3 separate regions of the Anas platyrhynchos genome follow, and all the other regions are linked to region 1. A link is a contact called in public Hi-C data. All regions are on one chromosome and are shown on one strand. Each heading gives the region's core, a stretch centred on a gene start, on an enhancer-like site or on the middle of the called end of the contact. The rest is flanking DNA. Distances are from core to core; before and after follow the strand shown. Region 1 holds the start of RAB4A (RAB4A, member RAS oncogene family). Region 2 holds the start of EXOC8 (exocyst complex component 8). Region 3 holds the start of RHOU (ras homolog family member U).

Region 1 (4,516 bases), core at 1,164-3,663:
ATTTTTGAAATCCATCATCTAGATCCTGATTTCATTTTTTTTCCCCTCTCTACTGTGCATTTCTCTTTTTAATACAGGGCTTCTATGTGCCTTTATGCTAGTGAAAGTACATTAGTATGTTTTTCTAAACAAAACACCTAAAAATGTTTTACAGATTTCTGCCAGACAAAATGATACTCAATCCCCCATTAGGACATATTTGAACTTCTGCATTATAGCACATATATTGATCTGAAATTGAGCTTATCCCAACTTCTGGGGATTGTTCATGAACCCCAAATCTCCCTAGGCTGCTCCATGTGGCTCCACTGGTGATAAGAGCCCAATAAAAGGAAAAAGATAGTGGCTAGCATACAGCATGCTGGACTCCAACTTCACCAGCTGCTAGTTCAGTGATATAGCTTGAGGGCATCATATTTGGTCTGGGGAAGGTCCAAATGGGACAGTCCACGGGCCAAGATAAAGGTGTTTGATGACAGCACCAGCCTACCTTCACAGTCACCTTTTTTTTTTACCACCTCCCACTGCTCCTGGTTAACAGCTGAGGGGCTGGGCCATGACTTTAGAAGCACTCAGCCCGTAAATTTCCATGACTGACTGCAATTACATTATTAACTGACAAACATGTTCATAGGTTGAGGGCGGCTTCTGTGGAAGCTGAAGATGACAGCATTCAGATGATGTCAGTTGCTTTCAGATGAAGTCAGCTGGCCAGCAACACTGACTACAAGGAGGTCACGCAAATCTCAGAGGTTTCGCAGTGCATCAATCTTTGTATTTCATTTCTGTTGCTGGAGCCAAATTCATTGCTGCTTCATGTCCAGCTGAAGCCTGCAGCTTCCCCAAGCACTGGGATGTTTTCCATACCCAGCACACAAGGAGCAGGACAGCGAGGCAGAGCGCCCTGTTCCCCATTTTACCTGAACCTCTCAGGTGGGACCGCATGCTGTGCAGCCCCAAATGATGGAGAAAACACACATGCAGCGTCACGTTACTGCAGTGCCTTTCTCAGATGGCCTTGTAGTGCCACCTTCAGACTAAACCAAGACACATCCTATCACTCTCACAACTAACAGTCCGTCCCAACTCTGGCTGCACTCCAGGCCCAACCAGCAGCCCTCAGCCTCCAGTGAAGGGGAAACCAAAATGCGGCTCAGCTTCAGATCCAGACTCAATTTTGTTTCCCTGGATAGGGCAAAAAGAAAAAGGGAAGGATCTGGTCAATTGCAATGCTAGGTCATTAAAGCCCTGTCTAAATCCACAAAATCCCGTAAGTCAGGTTGTTTTTGTTTGGAAGAAGGAGCTTTTGCAGAATCCTCCATCCTGGGTCTGCCTCTGAGGAGACCTTGTGGTCTTTCTCCATTCCTAAGGTATCAGACACTGATATTGTAGGAATCTGGTTTGTAAAAACTAGTAAAACAAATGAGATTAGCATTTTTAGAGAAACCTCGGCATGACCTTTACGACCATAACCAAGTATATAGGTACAATAATTGTGGTGAAACTAATTTGAGGAACAAATGATAGTATTTAAATGTCTGATCTGCAGACACAGTTTGACATGACACATCCGCTTTTTATGTGAGAAGGAACTTTCTAGCAGGTGTAAGCAACAGAAACCATAAACCAGAAGACAAATTAAACATTTGGCTTTTGGTTTTCTTCACCCTTATACTACAGATGGACAACAGTGAGGTCACTTCTTGCTATTTACTTTTTGCTTACTCAAAAACAATGTTTTAATTGAAATACAGTAGCCTATATTTGCAAATTGTGGAGATATCAGCATTGTATTTTCCAACCTAGTTCACGCTTTCTTCGTTATTTCTGAATATTACTTTGTTTTCATTTCCTCATCAAAACAGAAATACTGAAACACCTGATCCTATTTGTGTTTCCTTTTTTTTTTTTCCCCGATCTTTTTCTGTCCATCCACCCCCTGTCTTTCTCTTCAATACTACTAAAAGGTTTTATAGAAAGCTTTCAATTTTTCATGTATTTTACGGGCATGTGCACATTAACTGATTGGGAGTGGCTGGAGGCAGAGGAGCATGGCATTAGTACAACATTTACCAAACATCACCTCCGTAGAGGCAAGCTCAATTTGATCAGACAAGACCGATCTAAGGTTGATCAGACAAGACTGATGTAAGGTCTTTTAACCTCAAATCCTGTTTGTACAGAGCAAGGTGTCCAGACCCCCCTGTTCCCATACTGACGTAGCATGACATTTTTAGCAATTAACAAAATCAGTTTATTTCCGTAATCATTAGGGGTTTGTGGACGGCGTGACATTAAGCACCCCAAAAGGGGAGAGGCTGTGGGACGGCTGAGGTGTTCGGCTGCTCGTCACTGAGGCGGCGCCCGCCCGCCATGGCGCGGGGCTGAGGGCGCGTGCGCAGCGGGGCCGTTGCGGCCGTTGCGGGCGGAGCTGAGGCGAGGCGGGGCGAGGCGGGGCTGGGCGGCGGGGCCCGGCCGCGTCCCTCCCGGCCCGGCGGCAGCGCCCTGCCCGGGCCCGGCGGGGGACGGGGCGCTCCGGCATGTCGCAGGCCGCCATGTCCGAGAGCTACGGTAGGAGCCGGGGGGGATGCGAGGGGGCTGGGGGCCGCCGGGGCCCGAGCCTAGCGGTGGGTAGGGCAGGGGCAGGGGCAGGGGCACGGTCAGGAACCGGTGGGCTCGGTGGGAGCCGTGTGGGGCTCGGCCAGCTGTGAGGGGCAGCAGGAGGGCTCGTTAGGGGAGTACCGGCCCCGTTGTTCCTGCTGGGTGCTTTCAGGGGCCGGTGGTTTCTGTGTTTTCAGAAGCCAGAGCAGCGAGTTGTGCCTCGCTGGTTTAGGTAAAGAGTTGGAACCGGTTGTTCGTGGTCTGAGCAAGAACTGGGATCGCTCCTGTGCTCTTCTGGTGGTCTCTGAACAGGCAGATGGGCGGACAGCCAGAGAGGACAGAGTGCCAGCAGTGCTCCTCTTCAGCCTGCCTGCTTTGCAAGCCCATATTTTCACCCTGTATCTTAACAAGTACATTTCAACACTTTTTGTATTGTTCCAGTGATGCAAAATAGCAATTGTAAGCCTGCTGTGACTCTTGGTGCTTTCCGATTGTTTTGGTGTTCTAGAAAATGCGACCTTAAACTTGAAGGTCTGCAGCTGTTGTGGGTTATTTCATTTATTTATTTTTTTTGTGTGTATTTTTCTTCTGAGTTTCAGTGTTTGTTCTGTGTGTACATAAATAAGCTACAGACATTCAGAACTAGAATATGTGAGTGCCAAGATTTAGAGCAGATGGAGTAGTAAAAACTAAGTTATGGCATAACATAGAACTTACCAGTGCCTATGCTATGATAGTAACTAGATAGTTAGATAGTAACTAGACCATGATAGTAACTAGTATCTATTTTTGCAGTGTCCTGTTGATGCTTTGAAAAGAGGCTAAGAGCAGGGCAAGTACATGTGATCATTTCCTTGATGTTCTCCAGCTATTTTCAACTTGAAATTTCCACGAGCTGAGTATGGTTTCTGTTGAGAAGCCCTCGGTGGCTCTTTCTTCAATGAACTTGCGCAGTCTTTTCTTGAACTCCAGCAAATTTGCATTCACAGCATCCTTTGGCAGGGAGCTCCCCACATAGGCCATCTGTTCTGCAGAAGGCTCTCTCCTTGTTTTCTGAGGAGTTCTGCTTGATGGCCAGTTTTATTTGATGACCCTCATCCCTTCTGATGGGATGGAGTGTAATGTTTATCTCTGTCTCCCCTCTTAATGATTTCACTCGTCATTTCCTAGACCTGAACAAAGGAAAGGTAAATCAGATTTGTGTAAAACAACAGTTTCAATTGCCTTCATTCTTACATTAAAAGGTCCAGAAGCTTTTAAAGGCTAGTTGCCACATCTCGACTAAGGGTCAGTTTTAGATTTAACAGCTTTGGTTGGGTTGCCATTATTTTGGGGACTGTGCGTTGTCTGTTCAGCATCATGAGAGAGTGTGGTCCGTGTGCTAACTACATGTAAATGTTGTATTTCCCCTTTCTTTTTTGTAATTCTCCGGAACAGTTGGGATAGTTTACTGCAGAATAGCTATATATAGCACTTCATAATTAGAAGAATCTAAGTAAATGTTTTGGCTTGCTGAGAAAGCAGTACAGACGGTATTTTTCCAAAAGTTATTTAGAAGAAATTTGCTTAACCCTCTTCCTTTCCAGGATATATCGGGTATCAGAATCATTTGGCAAGCCTCTGAGGTTGCTCAGAATTACTCTTGAAATTCTAATTTTACAGTGGTTGTTTTTTCCCAAAGATTTTTTTTTTCCTGCCTAATAAAACTGCTTTACATAGCCAATTCTGTTGTTTTACTCTCAGCTTTGATTTGAAAACTGTAATTGCTTTGCTCAATTCCATTGCTTCTGGAAGATCTTTGCAGGACTTCTGCTTTAATATCAGTATTGTAAATTACCTGTAGTTGAAGTCATGGTCCTATGATTAAGGATGCTTCTTTCTTACTGTTGCCAGCTGCCTTTAAGATACAGCCTTC
Region 2 (4,516 bases), core at 1,062-3,561, 200 kb before region 1:
ATCACGCAACAACAAACAACAAAATAACCATGAAATTTTCAGACTTGAATGCAAATTTGTCATGGTGTCAACCGCAGAGTGTGAAGGAAAAACAACTAGATTACTCAAACCACATCCGGAATATCGAAAAATTTGTTACCAAATTCAGAAAAAAAGACTGTATTATATCAAGTGGGTTAGGCTTACTGTGACATTGGCTCCAGTCAAGCGATTAATGCGACGCATGTGTTTGCAGAACTCCGGCCCATGAGATTCACGGTCTCTGTCATTATTAGTTACAAAAAGCAGGGCGTGGATCATTTCATGTAACAGCGTCTGAAACGATGAAAATTATTAGTTGTTAACTGAAAAGCATTACATATAGCTTCAGAATTAAGCTGAAGTATTTTACTCTTTTATGTTTGTATCGGTACTGATCTAATTTTCACGCATTTGTGTGTTAAGTTTGGGTCATAAAAACACAGTACGTAATATGATGGGCAGAACAACTCAATTTCCATACAATACTTAATAAAAGACATTCCAAAAAGGAGAAGTAATCCTCAAGACCCAGTTAGATCCTTGAAGGGGTCATCCCCTCCACAACCAAAGAAAGAGATACTTGTAAAAAGGTTGAAATTCTATTTAATTTGGCAAATCTAAACGTCAAGCCAACTCAAATGAGCAGTCTGACAGATGCATAACAAGCAGTACAAAATTATACTTACAGTCATATTCTATATCTTTGCTTTCTGCTACTGGCCTAAAAGATTAAGCTACAGCCATTTTCTTACTCACGCTTTCAGACCATTCTGTTTCCAATATTAGAGAATAATTTAGGAGCAAAGAAACGCGTGTTTTTTTTCCCACCAGTTAAAAAAAGTGACTTTAGATTCCTACTCGGAACTGCTCATTTAGGAGCACGCAACTAAAGTGACGTTGCCCACACAAGCAACACAAACACAGCAATAGTCACCACTGTTCTACGATCTGTAAGTCTTCGTATATAAAAATTACATTACAAAATATAAAATGTGGGGGTGACGTGCACTACGTTCTATGTGCATATTCATGAGCAATTTTCAAATACCTCAACAAGATCCTTTCTTGGTCTTAGCTTAAGGAGTGGCTCACTTAAACGAATAGAACACATTCCACCTTTTCCTTCGTATCTGCACACTCCAGCACACCTGAAAGAGACACAGAAACAAGATATTGAAAGCTATGTGCTTTTCTATGATTTCTTTATTAATAAGGATTTTCTACGTGAAGTAAGTTGAGAACTGGGAGTTAAAATGATGGCCTTTTCCAACATATGCTAAGTAACTTTGAATATGAAACACACTTTTGGTAGTTACTCAAAGAACTCGACGTCATTAAGCAAGGAATAAGAGCTCACAAGTTGTTCTTAATAAACTGTGATGAAACTACCAAGACAAAGTATAATTTATTAGATCTCTCGCAAACCCTTAATTAAAAGCTGGCAATCCTGAAACACATACATATACGCACAAAGAATACTCCAAGCTAACATGCTGAGGAAGTAGAGCACTGCTTTCATTAAAACTCCAGGTGGAGAGAAACATCTGAAGCAGGGGTTGTGGATTTGAACTCGGGCTGCCGCGATTTCACCCTCCCTCTCCTTTTGACTCTCCCTGAACCTTTGCGTGGTGGATTGATCGCTCAGAAACCATTTCAAATTTTGGCGTCGGCACCGGTTTACGCTTCTAGCAGCCCAACACCCCAATTTAAGGAGCAGAGGTGGCAGCACTCCGGCACCCTGCGCCGCACACCTGCTGCCCGCACCCGGGACCCCCCAAACCCTGCGGCAGGGACCGAGGGGTGCCCGGCACGGCCCCTGCCAGCAGGACACGGGTCTGCCCGCGGCTCCCACCCCCTCCCCGGCCGTACAGCGTCATGCGGGGGCTCCACGCCACCTCCACGGCGGCCAGGCGCCCCCAGAAGAGCGCCTCGTTCAGCTGCACGAACAGGCCGCGCACGTCGGGGCTGGGGTCCAGCAGCTCCCACGCCTCATCCACCACCGACAGCGGCCGCAGCGGCTCGGGCACGGCCGGGGGCTGGGCGGAGGCCACCCCCTCCCCGTCCTCAGCCTCCCACAGCTCCTGCAGCTGCAGCGCCAGCGCCAGGTCCCCGTCCTCCCCCTCCGCCACAGCCGCCGCCATCTTGGCGGCTCCCCCGCCCGCTGTGGCGCAGGCGGCGTGCGTGCGCAAAGAGCGTGCGCAAACAGCGTCCGCAGCGCTGCGCGCGTAGGCGGGGCTACGTAGGGGCTAGGGGCGGCCGCGGCGCTGCGCTGCGCAGGTGGCGTACGCGGCGCTGGTTGCGCAGGCGCAGCGGCGGAGGGGAGCGGAGGGGAGCGGGGCCATGGCGCTGGGGGAAGGCGGCGGCGGGGGGGGGGGCAGCCGGCTGAGGCGGCAGCTGGAGTCGGGCGGCTTCGTGGCGGGCGAGTACGTGAAGCAACTGTCGCAGCAGTCGGACGGCGACCGGGACCTGCAGGAGCACCGGCAGCGCATCCAGGCGCTGAGCGAGGAGACGGCGCAGAGCCTGAAGCGCAACGTCTACCAGAACTACCGGCAGTTCATCGAGACGGCGCGGGAGATCAGCTACCTGGAGAGCGAGATGTACCAGCTCAGCCACATCCTCACCGAGCAGAAGGGCATCATGGAGGCCGTCACGCAGGCCCTGCTCCTCCAGGCAGACCGCGACGACCCCGCCCTGGCGCCCTCCGACCCGTTCCTGCCGCTGTCGGGCAAGGAGGCGGCGGGGGGCGGCGAGGAGGGGCGGCAGCGGACGCTCACCACCCTCCTGGAGAAGGTGGAGGGCTGCCGCGACCTGCTGCCCGAGAGCCCCGGCAAGTTCCTGGTGTACAACGGCGAGCTGCTGGAGTACGACGCCGACCACATGGCGCAGATCCAGCGGGTGCACGCCTTCCTGATGAACGACTGCTTGCTGGTGGCCACCGCCCTGCCCAACCGCCGCGGCGCCTACCGCTACGATGCCCTCTACCCGCTGGACGGGCTGGCGGTGGTCAACGTCAAGGACAACCCGCCCATGAAGGACATGTTCAAGCTGCTCATGTTCCCCGAGAGCCGCATCTTCCAGGCCGAGAACGCCAAGATCAAGAAGGAGTGGCTGGAGGTGCTGGAGGAGACCAAGCGCAACCGGGCCCTCAGCGAGAAGCGGCGGTTGGAGCAGGAGGCCATGCCCCGGCCCGCCCCGACGCCCCCCGAATCCACCAACCCCTTCGAGGAGGAGGATGAGGAAGAGGAGGAAGAGCCCTCTGCCGAGGAAGAGGCGGTCGACCTCTCGCTCGAGTGGATCCAGGAGCTGCCGGAGGACCTGGACGTCTGCATCGCTCAGCGGGACTTCGAGGGAGCGGTGGACCTGCTAGATAAACTCAACGAGTACCTGGCGGACAAGCCCGTGAGCCAGCCCGTGAAGGAGCTTCGGGCCAAGGTGGACGAGCGTGTCCGGCAGCTGACGGACGTGCTGGTGTTCGAGCTGTCCCCAGACCGCTCGCTGCGAGGAGGGCCGCGGGCCACCCGCCGAGCCGTGTCCCAGCTCATCCGCTTGGGCCAGTCCACCAAGGCGTGCGAGCTCTTCCTGAAGAACCGGGCGGCTGCGGTGCACACGGCCATCCGGCAGCTGCGCATCGAGGGCGCCACGCTGCTCTACATCCACAAACTCTGCCACGTCTTCTTCACCAGCCTTCTGGAGACGGCGAGGGAGTTCGAGACAGACTTCGCCGGCAACAACGGCTGCTACTCTGCCTTCGTTGTGTGGGCCCGCTCCTCCATGAGGATGTTCGTAGATGCCTTCAGTAAGCAGGTGTTTGACAGCAAAGAGAGCTTGTCGACTGCAGCGGAGTGTGTGAAGGTAGGTGTGACCACAGAGGGTGGTGTGACGAGCTGGCCTGAACGCAAGCTATAAGGTTTGCAAGCCTTCGTTTCTAACCCTAGAAATTGTTGACAGAGCGTTGCTGGAGAGGTTTCCTGCATTGAATAGTCCGTAGGTGTGTGGGGTTGGTTTGTGCCTTTTTCAGTTTATCAGAAGAAAATGTTACGATGAGAATGCACAGCAAGAAAAACGCTGCCCTTATCAGAAACACAGAATGTGTTCTTTCCTAATTTGCCTTTGACCAGTAGGAGATCTTAAAATTTGTAAAAACACATCTGAATGATGAATATTTTGAAGGCTTTTTGTTTGTTTTCCAAGCCTGCTCTGGACTATGCTTCCTTAATCTTATTGTGGGACCAGCTCTCTCAGGTTATGGTATCTTTACTTATAGTAGCTACTGATGGGGGAGGGAAGGAGTTGTAAAGTAATTGTCCAGAGTATTTTTGACATGCATGGCTTGTCTTTCATTTATTGATTTCTTTATTAATAAGGATTTTCTTAAGGCACAAGAAGCAAATGAAAGATGACAAATGCTTCCCTGTTTTCTGAGAACAATAAAAAAGAAGTAAACATTTAGAGTGTAAAGGGGTCATGCAAACTACTAACGCTTTGCTTTTCATTA
Region 3 (4,516 bases), core at 696-3,195, 180 kb before region 1:
ATAATAATAATAAAAAAAAATATATATATATTTACAGTTTTTAATTACAAATGAAATACATAATGAAAACAGTAACATCTTGTACTTCCCTAGCCCTATTCGCTCCTAGTTTTCAAAAGGCAGCCTCAAAAGCACTTCTCTGGAGTCAGAGCAGGTCAGACCCGTCCTTTATACAAGCTCCTTTTTCTTTCCCAGCTGGTTGCCCTCTCTTTGCTCCCTCGTGCTTCCCCTTTCTCTCCTTCCCATCTCCCCAGCCACCGGCCAAGTCAGCAACGTCACCACGATCCCACTCTTTGGAAAAAGAAGGGGTGCGTTGCAGATGGCTTTTTTCCAGGTTGCTCCTCTCACAAAGAACAGGATCTCGGTGACGGCCCCGCCGAGCAGGCTGTACCCTTCCCTTGCACAAGCAGCAGTGCATCACGTCATGCTCGGAGCGCGCCGCCTCACTCCCGCGCCTCTCTCCGTGTCAGGCTTTTCAAGTTTCTACAGAAAAAAAAAAGAAAAAAAAAAAGCAAGCTTTCATTCTACAAGGCCAGCACCCAGTTTGTATTTTATGTATCGCAGGGAAAATGATAAGCCGGGATATAACAATGACCTACTTCACGTCTTGATAACATAATTTCCTCTGTCTGTCATTTTTCTCGAAGAATAATATTTGACTAACACGAGCACGGAAGATAGGGCAGGAGCTTTTCTGTGAACTGATAATGGACCAGATTCAGCCCCGAGACAGACAGCGGCCCCCCTGTTGACCTACGTGGAGCTAAGCCTGTTTATCCCGCGGCTCAGAGCTCGGAAAACAACCGCGTTAAAACCTGCGAGATGTGCGCGTGCGATAGGGCCGTGGCCGAAGGCTTCGGCGACAGCGGCTATCGGCGGCAGCATCCCTTCGGGACCAGCCCTCAGCCCACCGCCAGCACCGGGGTCTGCTCCGACCCGCTGCACCCCCCTGCCAAACAATGGGTTAGATCATCCTCGTGCACAAAAGCCTTCTGTGCTCCGTAGGGCACATTACGGTATGGCACAACCATGCAGCTCCGAGCCCGCTCCCGCCCCCCGGCCCCGAAACAAAGCGGACAGTTGTAGTCATCTCCCACCTACGGGAGTCCTCCTCGTCTTCGCGCATCTTTGCGCTGAACGAGGGCTCGTTGCAGGGCTGATGCAGGGTGGGGACGTGCTGCTTGCTGCTGCAGGTAAGGGGTGGTAAGGTAAGGGAGGCTCAGCCAGCCTCGTGCCCGCAGCTGGGGTGTGTTTGATGCCAGTGTTGGAGGTGGCAGCGCGTCTGCTCACCACCGGCTGGCACATCAGGCAGGACGGACAGAAACCTGTCGTGGCTTCAGCGTGCCCGGACACACTGGTGGCTGAAGCTGGGATATTTGCTGTATGCCGGCTTCCAGCACCAGTGCATTAGGAAGGCACATGGAACATCGCCTTTGTTAGCCTGGCCTCGCCTCGTGCAGCACCGTGCCCAAGCCGACGCTCAGACCCACAAAAACCAAACCGGACTGAGCGGGGCCCCCGGGCTGCAAACGGGGGCTCAGCCCAGCCCCGCGACCACCACCATGCCCTGCCCGCTCGGTGCTGCCAGCAGCACACCCCAGCCGGGGCGTTACGGGGACACGGTGCCCGCAGCACCCGCGGCCCCTCCCGCCACACGTGCCCCGCGCAGCCCCCGCCCCTCGACCCCCTCCCCACGGCAAGAGGAGCTGGGCGGAGCCTCCCCACCGCGCCCCCCGCGCCTTAACCAATAGCAGCGCGCGGCGGGCGCGGGCTGACCAATGAGCGCGCGGCGGCGGCGAGCCGGGCAGGTTGCGCGGCAGCGCCCCCTAGGGCTCCGCGCAGCGCCGCGCTGTGCCGCGCCGGGCGGTGCCGGTGGCGGCGGCCCCTCCCCGCCCCGGCCATGTCACGCGGCGCCGCGGGGCCGCCGGCCGCGACTCGGTAGCGCGGGGCGAGGCGGGCGCAGCGCAGCCGGGCTCGCTGCTCCCTCCCTGCTCCGGGGCTGGCTTCGCGGCGGCAGCGCCGCTCCTGCCGCCCCGCCGGGGCTGCGCACCGCCTGCCCGTCGCCGCCTCGTCCTTCTCTTCGTCCTCGTCCTCGTCCCGCCGCTCCCCCGGTGGCGGGGCCGGGCCGGCCGCCCCCCGGATGCCGCCGCAGCAGGAGGGCGATGCGGGCTACATCGGCAAGCCGGTGGCACAAGCAGGCTGCGAGGTGCCGCCGGTGCCCCCCCGCAGGGTGCGCAGCGGCCGGGCGGCGGCGGCGCTGGGGGCGGCGCTGGGCGGCCGCTGCCGGGGGGCGGCGGGGAGCGGGGCCGGCGGCGGGGCCGGGGGCGGCGGCGGCGGAGCCGGGGCCGGGGGCGGCAGCGAGCCGAGGCGCAGCATCAAGTGCGTGCTGGTGGGGGACGGCGCCGTGGGCAAGACCAGCCTGGTGGTGAGCTACACCACCAACGGGTACCCCACCGAGTACATCCCCACCGCCTTCGACAACTTCTCCGGTAAGGACATGGGGCGCCGGGGGGGGTTTGGGAGCCGGGAGGAAAGTTGGAGCCTGCCCCGGGGTTGTGTCCCTGCCAACCTGTGAGGCTTCGCTGCTTCTTCTGCCCCGCAGCCGCTCCGTTTTGGGGGTTGGGGGCGTCCCGAGGACAGATAAGGGGGTAAGGAGCTCAGTCCCGGGCAGCGGGGTCCTTCCCCTCTCTTATTTTTTTTCTTTATTAATGGAAAATTGGACTCACCACGGAGTTGGACTCACCACGCTTTCCCCTCTCCTCTCTCCCCCAAGCTGTTGTGTCTGTGGACGGCAAGCCGGTGAGACTGCAGCTCTGCGACACGGCCGGCCAGGTCAGTGCAGCCGCCTCCTCGGGGCAGGTGGCAGCGGGAGGGGACGGCCGGGGAGTCCTGCCAGGGGCTTGGTGGCTTTGAGCACCCCGTGAAGCCGCTGCCCTTCTCCCTCGTTCCCTGCCCGCTGCTTTGCCTGGGGTCTGCTGCGGGGTGGGGGACACGAGTGCTGCGACTCCGCACCGGGACGGGGCACGGCTGCTGCTCTGCTTTGCCTGGCAGGAGAGCTGAAAGCTCTGGGGTTTCAGGGCTGTCAGCCTCTGAATAGGCTGAAAACCTCAAGGTTTTCTCCTCGAGAGGTTGTCACTGGGTTTGTTGTTAGCCAAATAGCTACGGATTTTAAAACGAAGGTGTTTGGGACAAAGCGTTCACCGCTGTAGGTGTGCGCAGACGGACACTGCACTTTTAAAGGGACAGAAGCTTAAGGGAGAAAAAAATCCTATTTGGTGTTATCTGTACAGACTTCACATTTTCCGTTTCCCCCCCGTAAGACGTGCTGCTGCCCCTAACCTGACTAACTCCTGCGGGGCTGAGGGTGGCTAGTGCCTCTCAGCTCCTAGTTTGCCTGCTAGGAGAACCCATTTCTTGTATTTCTGCACCCCGCTGGCTCGTAACACCCTAAGCCGTGTGCAGCACAGCTTGGGAGGGGCTGAGCCTGGACAGCTAAAAATGTTTTGCTACCGATCTCGCATTTGAAGGTGATGGGAGCTGGGTTCATGAACAGCTTTGTGGGTCCGGGTCTGTGCCTTCACCGAAACCCCATGGAGAAATCTCGGTGGCCTTAATGTACAATCCTATTTATATGGGTTTTAACTGGGTGCCCCGCTTAGAAAAGGAGCCTGAAGGGCTGCACAGCCCTAGCAGCGCTGTGGGACTGTTTGATCTGCCCTGCACACCGCAGTTAAAAGCCTGCGAGCAGCCTTCTGCAGGTGATGATACGAAGTGAGATAACAGAAGCGAGCAATGACGTGGTGGCTGGGTGTGCTCACCGCGGGAATGAGGCAGCTGAAGGCACGGTGGTGGCAGGGTGACAGCCCCTGGGAGGGCAGTGCCCAGGGCAGGGCAGCCCCTGGTGGCAGGAGGGAGCGGCAGGGCTGGTGGCCTCTTGCCTTTGCTGCCCTAAGCGGTTGAGGTGTTTGCTCTGTCCCAGAGTAGCCGGAACAGGGGAGTTGCCCCCTTAGAAATGGGGTTACTACAGCAATCGAAGTTGTCTTGAATAAAACGTACCTGGCTGGCTGCTTTGCAAGACCGTGCTCCAGTGAGATTGGTGCTGAAATCTGCACCTGAAAAATTGTAGATATTTCGGTGTCAGCAGCCTAAAAAGGTGTAGAGTCCCTGCAGTTTGTGCACTACCATCGAAACCGTAGGAGTGCACTTGGAATATAAAGGGTATTATTTCATCTGGGTTAGAAGCCCTTAAGATCTGGGTTTGGCTTTCCAGCCTATTGAATCGAGCCTCGTTGAGGTTTCTCATGTTGTGAGGAGAGGCAATTCCGTGGCGAGGTGCCTTTCCGCAAATGGTCCTGTCCTTCAGTGCTGCAGCTCACTAAACGCCGAGTTTCTCTCAAGCCAAATGGTGACAGCCTGGTTTCCTGTGAGGCTTAATCTGGGAATCAAGAGAGCTAATGAAGCTTGCTTTCTTGACTCGTGTTTTATAAATTGCTGTCTCTCCGAGAGTTACTGCTGG

The links. A called contact is a pair of places that touch in the nucleus more often than the background predicts.
Region 2: a Hi-C map of F5 follicle shows a contact between it and region 1, with 4 times the contacts expected there. The contact joins the promoter of EXOC8 here to the promoter of RAB4A in region 1. A contact is called at or near these places in 6 of 8 Hi-C or Micro-C datasets (F1 follicle, F5 follicle, liver and 2 more).
Region 3: a Hi-C map of subcutaneous adipose tissue shows a contact between it and region 1, with 4 times the contacts expected there. The contact joins the promoter of RHOU here to the promoter of RAB4A in region 1. A contact is called at or near these places in 6 of 8 Hi-C or Micro-C datasets (F1 follicle, liver, skeletal muscle and 2 more).

The regions. Positions count from the first base shown.
Region 1 is chr3:44,552,108-44,556,623 of IASCAAS_PekinDuck_T2T, forward strand. RAB4A (RAB4A, member RAS oncogene family) reads left to right here and starts at 2,414. Exons shown (of 8, transcript XM_027454167.3): 1 at 2,414-2,571. The coding sequence starts at 2,541.
Region 2 is chr3:44,349,012-44,353,527 of IASCAAS_PekinDuck_T2T, forward strand. It overlaps EXOC8 (exocyst complex component 8), which reads left to right and starts at 2,312. Exons shown (of 2, transcript XM_027454162.3): 1 at 2,312-3,873. The coding sequence starts at 2,362. It overlaps SPRTN (SprT-like N-terminal domain), which reads right to left and starts at 2,204. Exons shown (of 5, transcript XM_027454163.3): 1 at 1,891-2,204; 2 at 1,070-1,169; 3 at 187-315. The coding sequence starts at 2,162.
Region 3 is chr3:44,372,544-44,377,059 of IASCAAS_PekinDuck_T2T, forward strand. RHOU (ras homolog family member U) reads left to right here and starts at 1,946. Exons shown (of 3, transcript XM_027454164.3): 1 at 1,946-2,489; 2 at 2,774-2,832. The coding sequence starts at 2,141. It overlaps LOC110352851 (a long non-coding RNA gene), which reads right to left and starts at 1,765. Exons shown (of 2, transcript XR_002402520.4): 1 at 1,098-1,765; 2 at 27-483.